2 separate regions of the Gasterosteus aculeatus genome follow, and region 1 is linked to region 2. A link is a contact called in public Hi-C data. All regions are on one chromosome and are shown on one strand. The core of a region is the stretch at or near the end of the contact, and the rest is flanking DNA. Distances in the headings are between cores, read along the strand shown. Region 1 overlaps znf618 (zinc finger protein 618). Region 2 holds the start of trim32 (tripartite motif containing 32).

Region 1 (3,978 bases), core at 1,458-3,957, 120 kb before region 2:
ACTTAGACATAAAAGCTGTTGTTGATTTTAAATGATAATAATCCAAGATATGCATGCTTTTAATAGAGTACTGATATATAAACTTACAGCCACATTATTCACTTTCAACCGAGGTGAAACACGGGCTCACGAGTAGATGCTACCTGTAGGACACGCAACAGTCAGATGGGCGACCGGGACTGAATTTCAAACCTTTCGAGGTGGGACAAGCAATGCTGAAGATACGTTGGTGTTTAATGGGTTCACATCATCCGTTTTCACTGGATGTATTATGTAAATACAAGAGAACTGCTGTTTTACGCCACAAGGGGGAGCCTTCATTTCAGAGATTCAGTAGGGGACACCAATAACATTATACCTCTATTTTCTACAGTAGCATTTCAAAAGGTTTTTGATATTAATATAAAACTCAACTAAGATACTGTTATTAGAAAGTTTGAATCCGCTGTAAGTTTTGTTTTGTTTCAGGAATTTAACTTATTCAGATAAGAATTGTAAAATACGGTATGAGAATGCAAACATGGAGACATTTTCTGTTTTAACCATGGATTATACTCTGTATTATCAATTCAGGTTAAGAAATTAGTGTTGCTTTCACCCTATTTTACAGGCTATTCTTTTTATACTCTGCTTAAATGCAAAAATGGGTTGCGTCTATTCTGTTTTTAATGCACTTTGAGAGCAGATACCTGTGTAGCTTCAGATCTGAGTTGTCTTATTAGTAAGCCTAATTTATACTTTTGTAGCAACGCTATTTTTATAAAATGGAGAAGAAAGGGTTCAGTGTTTTCTTTTTTCTCTTTTCCCTTTTCCCTTTTTGTTGTTCCTGTGTCATATGTGGCAGCGCTGTTCAGTGTTTCTTGAATACATTACCCACTGTAGTATGTGATGTGTGAATAAACTCCAAATCTGTGTCAGCAGCGCTCGTGTGTGTGTGTGTGTGTGTGTGTGTGTGTGTGTGTGCGCGCGCTTTCAGAGAAAGCAAAAACAAACCGGAAGGACCTGTAGTCTATGAAGAAATTCCATCGCTCGGAGTCCTGTTTTTATAAATAAAAAGTAGTTTCACTCTTTCGCATTTTAAGATGAGATAAAGACACGTAACATGATTGTAAAAGCTGCTCCTGTGTTTTATATGAAGGCCTCTTTCCCCTTTTACATAAGAGGCTGCTTTAGAGGTGCGTGCAACGGTTCCCCAGGGCCCCCCGACAGGAAGAGGGGAAAGCGCCAGCAAGTTTTTGTCACAGCCTGCTGTCTTTCTCCCTCCTTTCGCACCCGGGTCAGCAGTCGCCCCCCCGGGTCAGAAACACCCGCACTCTGCTCCGCCCCGTGTCCCCCGACACAAGGGCTGCCAACCGAAGCCTAATTTGCAGCACATACGCCCAAGTTGGCCTCCCCCCACTCTTTGTCCACTGACCCCCCCCCCCCCCCCCCCCCCCCCACCCGCTTACCACACGCACAGACAATACCACCTCCTCCGGTCACCCACACCTCAATGCTACTACATGTCACCATAGATGCTTGGTTTATTCTTTTGGTTACAGCACCAAGCGATGCCCTCATTTTCACAAAGGTAGAAAGCGCAATGTGGGAAAAGTTGCAGATATGTGCTTTCTCAAGAAAAGTAAGCGGGAGCGTTCCCCGCAGGCCACGGACCCTTTGCCATTGTGCAATTTTTAAAATGACGACTTAAAGCTTTGACTGCACTAGGAGTGTGATGAATGCAGCTAAATGTGAAAAAGGTTCCCTCTGTGAGCACTAGGTGGCAGTCTCTGGCCTTCTATCAGCCGCAGAGCGGACCCAATGGAAGCATCACCAATGTGCTATGATGCATCCGGTAAAACACTACAAGCTAAGGCCTCAAAAGTGGATGTTTATTTGAAAGCACAATTTAACCTTGAGTAAATTGGTATGGCTTCATGTTTCTCAGTATTGTTTGATGCTGGAAACAGACAGATTGTTGTTACCCAGGTGAGTATCATCCTTTACGACACCAAGATGCTTAAAGATTGGCCCAAACCATTAATGATCAAATCATTCTCAGGGATTTGTTTCTTATTTTGACGGTGGAATTGATCCAGAGGACCTGAGGAAAAGTCGATAGCCATGAATCACCGAGCTGCTCTGCAGCACTGCACCGGCACATCGCTGCTGTTTGGTGTTCATGTCGACTCTTCCACGCGCCAAAACCCCACCGAGACGCATGTGGCCGTCCTGCAGCATTCACCGTCACACAAAGTTCTTGCACACCTCCTTTTTTTGCCTTTGTCTGTTACGCAACCCAAATAAGAGGCACCCAGGTTTTGTTTCCCAACCTCCAAACTGGGTGGTGCCACGTGGCTTTGCTCCCACCTCTGGCATTGACAAGGTTGGCACCTTCGCGCCCCCCCCCCCCCCCCCCCCCCTGCCCAACCAATGGCCACCGCAACTGTCCCGGCTCGTCTGCTCACTGAGCATTGGAGGGACAGGCAAGGACCGGCGGAAGTGTTCTCATCCTCCTCCTCCTCTCCCCGTATGGAGGAACCGGTGGCACCGGCGCTGTGGTTCCTCCTGCTGACTTTTATCGGTAGTGACGTGAATGTACAGAACTGCCAGGGCGCATTCCACCAAGTTGCTGTCAGGTGTCGTTCCCGCTAACACTCCACCCTCGCCCCATGACCTCAAAGGCACCCGGTGCGCCTGCCTGCCTGCTCGGATCCCTCTGCACACCTGCGCAGACACACGTGCATACACGTGCACAAGCATCATACCCCCCTCCTCCCTGACCAAAGTAACCTAGGAGACAATATGTTGCAAACAGATGAGTCCAGGTGTTTTCGGACTCCCATGTCCTGGCCACTTCCTCCCCCCCACCCCTCCCGAAACAAAGAGAACACAGTGTGTCCAGCTTGTGATGAGGAATCTCACTGCCGATTCCAGCGGGCAGAGAGCAGCATTTGAATATTTCATATCTAAGTCAGAGTTATGAGATGACGCTGAGGTGTGAAAACATGACGTTTGACTCTGGGCATGTGAAAGGCAAGTGTGGTCACTGTGGAAAAAAAAAAGAAGATAGTCAAGGTTAAATTTGCTCGTCGGTTATAAATAGACCGTCAGTGATGTCCCCCTGATCTCACCGTTATTATTTATTAATCGTCGTCATGATCTGGGGAGCAAAGCCAGCCCGGCCAAGCAATTGAGGACAGCTGAAGACAATGACAAGAGGAGGACAAACGTCCGTCTGGAATATTAGAGCCTCGCAGTGAAGCCCACCGGTTTAGAGTGGAGTGAATCAGGCCTATTGGTTCTGTGCAAATACGCCATTGCCCTTTTGTTAAACTGCCGTATTGAGGACTGCTGACGCTGGTCTTAACAGGCATTGCTCTTGCCAGGGTACATCAGTGGTTGTGTTCCCGTCATGACTCTGCCTTTTGTTACGGTTTTTCATTGACATGTTTCTCTTTTTTCTACAATTAATTTGCAACAAGAGAACCGAGTACTCGACAAGTAACACTACACATACCAAAGAAAAAGTAACATTTGGCTGTGAAATATTGCAAAATGTGAAAAGTTGAAGGTAATCAACTCCTTTGTCCTGGCTTATTATGAAATCGGTTCCTTCTGTTGCTGTGTTTTGTTCACCCTGTTTCGTTCCCCTTTTTGTAGCGTCTGCACAGTTTTCACCCAGTTCACCCAGTTCACCCTCTGCTGCACCTTTTGAAACTTCTCTCCTGCAAATTCAATTCGATCCAATTAACTTTATTTTCTGTAGCCCCAAATAACAAATTTACCTCAGAGGGCTTTAAATGTGTGCACATGTGAATGTGTTTTTTGGCACAGTCCCTTGGGCTGCGTTGACGACTCACTAAGCTAAAACATGCAGCAAGTACATGTGACATAGTGAATTTAAATCCAGTTCATGTTCTGCTTGTTATTTCATTTCCCGTTTCTCCTCCCTGCTTCGGGAGTTTGTCACCCACATCATGTAGTTGTTATCAGGCA
Region 2 (3,542 bases), core at 343-2,842:
TAGATCAGGTTGGCTTTGGCTAGCCAGTCTTATTCGCTCTAACCCCCTTTAACTCAATACAGTTGAAAAATGCATTTGATGAAATATCTGTCACATGTCTTTTTACCCTGCTTGGCATAATTAGCATACATTAATAGTGTGGGGTATTTCTACCAGTGTAAATTAGTTTTTCGCCTAATACTGAGTCTTTTATTAGACTTTCCTGTAAGAATTTCCATCTGAAGTGTTTTGTTCATGTCAATGTCTATTTGTGTAATGTACAGTCTTACTGACATCCAACCAACGATGACACCCTTCACAAGGGTGAACTAAACAGGACGGCGTGTATTTCGGTGCAGTTAAGGGAGTGGCCCGTCATTCGACTAACACATTCTTTGCAGCGTGGAATGAATGTGATGCTGACTTGCCTGTCATCACACATAGTGAAGAGATAGATGTGTGAATTTTCTTGCCATTGATCCTGCACTGCCTTTGTTAATTAAAATGTCTTTGTAGACTGGTTGCAGTATAATTACTCATGAGGGACACATCCGTTCTGGCCAGGGTTATGTTGCCCAGGCAACAACAGCAAAGGTGTCACATGTCTTGCCAGGCAATTCAATACAGCTGTTGTTAGATTTGGTTACTGTTGTCATTATTGTTTTGCTTTATTAAAACCACAGCTTTTAACAGATACACCATCTCTTACTTCTTATTTATTTAAGGCCCTGCACAATTATTGGTGAAGCAAGTGACACATGCTTCTGCAATGCTGATCCCTTTGAGCTGTGTCTTGTCTTCAAAGGGCTATTGCAAATAAACATGGTTTTACAGCAGTTACTTGGCACGGGTCTATTAATACAATACATTCAATAAATGACAATCAAATGGTATTTTCAATTTGACCAACCAACAAAAAGCAGTTTCTCATATGGTGCTAATTCACACATCAACTCTACACCACTTTGTGGCAGCAGTTTTGAACAGACATCTTCTCGAAGACTTACTCTGACATCTAGTGGTCTCTAACTATAATTACTGAGTAAAAACCTGAATGGTCAAAGAATGACCTCCTAACATCTATTCCTAACCACTTTTCCTTGACTTTTGTGGAAAACGTCACGGGGTCAAGGAAAGATGGTTAGGAGAATTCATGAGGAGTTAGCAAAAGACTACATAGTTATGATGCAGCTGCGAAACCACAATTTCTCTGAAGATGGACTACAAAGAAGGACCTTTGAGATATGATTCGCCCAAAGTTAGGTTAAGTTAAGTAATCATATGAGTGTTTATTTTAAAGATGGCATGGTATGATAATAAGATATGTCTTCCTGCTGAACACGAAAATCGTTCCATCCAGTTGTATCATACTTCAAGACGTATTTTACAAATTTCCATCTTACAAGGAAAAGTATTATGACAAGGTATTTGGAATGAAACTTTGCCTTGCTCTCTTTTTATGTGAATATTTTACTGTTGAGAAAAAGGGAGAAAAAAAATAATATTCTCCTGATATTTGACGTTAAACTAGGACGGGCGTTGGGACCCTGGGGAGAGGTTTTGTAAACCCGCACAGTAGCCAATCAAAACGACACTCTCAGCGCCGTGCGTCTGACGTAGCAATGCGTACGTCACGTGGTCGACACTGCAGTTTGACACCAGCAGCAGCAGCCGCTGCAGCAGGACCACAGCACGCCCATGAAACATCTGAACTTCAAGACAGCTAACGTTAACGTGTGGAGAGCAGGTAACGTCCACAGGCCGAGGTGTAAAACAAGAGAGGCAGTAAAATGAACCGCGTGTTTTATTGTCAAGTGCACGTGCACCACAGTCATAACGTTGTCGCGTTGTTTCATAGCCTTCACGTTGGTTGCTTAGTCGAGGGGCCTGCCATTCACTTTTTTTTCTCCTTCTCAATTCGTCAATATAATTCGTCCGTAAATCTGAAATGCAAGGTCAACCCTGTTCGTATGCATCAAGAGATTACATTCGTGCCCTTGCACATGACCTAGTTACTGGTGGCGTGGACAGCTCGCGTGTCAATAACAAATGTCAACAAATGAACATTTTGTTCGGCTGCCATTGGTGCACCGAACGGCAGCGTTACTAACGTTCGTTGTCACTTAATGGTGTCCTTTTTTCACCCGTTCGGTGTTATTGATCACATGTTAAACAAAGAGCGACAGGCTTGACTTAAAAAAAAATACATATAAATAAATAATAATAAAACAGCTGATCTGCTGTGCTACTTCCAGCTGGACATAAAATGACTGTTGCTTGCATAAAGGGGTATGATTCATCAAAAATATAACAGAACACATTATTATTTCTCTTGTTTTCTTTTTAAAGTCTTTGTAAAATATCACACAGAACGCTGAAATATTACAAAAACTCCTCTTTTTTTTTTTTTGTTTGTTCCAACTCCAGGAAGAGGACCATAATGGAGGCAGCATATTCCCCGCTGGACCCAGATCTAATGAGGGAGGTCCTTGAATGCCCCATATGCCTCGAGACCTACAACCAGGATCAAATGAGGCCCAAGCTCCTGCAGTGCGGTCACACAGTGTGCCGGCAGTGTCTGGAAAAGTTGTTGGCCAGTACTATAAATGGTGTGCGCTGCCCCTTCTGCAGCAAGGTGTCCCGCATGAGCAGCATCTCCCAACTGGCCGACAACCTCACTGTGCTCAAGATACTGGATTGCACCACGTCCTGCAGTGCCGCCGCCGCCGCCCTGATGTGCAAGTCCTGCTGCAGCCGCCTGCCGCGACAGTACTGTCGCGACTGTGCCACGGTCCTGTGTGAGCTTTGCAAAGGCGAGGGCCACCTGCACCTGGGCCACTCAGTCCAGCCGATCCGGAAGGCGGCTGAACAGCGCCGCAAAGAACTGGGTGGCAGGCTGGCTTCTCTGCGCGACGTCATGGGCGAAATTCAGAAGAAAAAGGCCGCTGTTGAAAACCTCTCAAAGACCTTGAGAATCAAGTACCAGGCGGTGCAGCAGGACTACGCGTCGGCCGAGCATCGTCTCCAAGAGGAGCTCGGCAGGTCCCGAGGGGCGTTCAAAGCGTCCATGGCCGAAGTGGAAAAGCTGAACGGGCAGGTGCTGGAGGAGCAGACGTATCTCCTCAACATTGCAGAGGTCAAAGTCGTGTCACGTTGCGATTATCTGACGATGCTGGTGAGGCAGAGCGACATCGCGCTGCTCAAGGACGATGACGAAGGCAGCGATAACGAAGAGCTGGATCTGAGGGGTGGCTTGCCCACCATGTTTCAGCTACAGGAGCCGGGTCTCGTCCGAACGAAGCACTTGAAACCAATAGAAGTCGGCCAAGTGACCACGAATACTTATACTGTCAACACAGAGGATGAGGAGACTGGGTTGGAGATCGCGCTTGAGGGCGATGTAGAGGGTTTAGCCGGGGCCACGGCGCTTCATAGTGGTGGAAGGGGGGCTCCATTGGATCTTTACCAAGACATTAGCATGTTTGCAGCGGGAGTGGAGGCGGCCTGTGGCTCACCAGGCAGCTTCAAGTCAAAGTCCCTGGATGCAGGCGGGGGATCACCTG

The links. A called contact is a pair of places that touch in the nucleus more often than the background predicts.
Region 1: a Hi-C map of skeletal muscle shows a contact between it and region 2, with 6 times the contacts expected there. The contact joins the enhancer-like site here to the promoter of trim32 in region 2. A contact is called at or near these places in 4 of 6 Hi-C or Micro-C datasets (skeletal muscle, tail fin and whole body).

The regions. Positions count from the first base shown.
Region 1 is chr14:6,532,165-6,536,142 of fGasAcu3.hap1.1, reverse strand. It overlaps znf618 (zinc finger protein 618), which reads left to right. Exons shown (of 15, transcript XM_078087729.1): 15 at 1-920. Among protein-coding and RNA genes, the nearest start is that of pappaa, 11 kb to the right of the region's middle. Within about 2 kb of position 2,707, at least 2 of the 9 cell types and tissues checked have open chromatin away from gene starts, as enhancers often do.
Region 2 is chr14:6,411,970-6,415,511 of fGasAcu3.hap1.1, reverse strand. It overlaps trim32 (tripartite motif containing 32), which reads left to right and starts at 1,592. Exons shown (of 2, transcript XM_040197295.2): 1 at 1,592-1,726; 2 at 2,407-3,542. The coding sequence starts at 2,420. The region is part of intron 16 of astn2 (astrotactin 2); the gene reads right to left.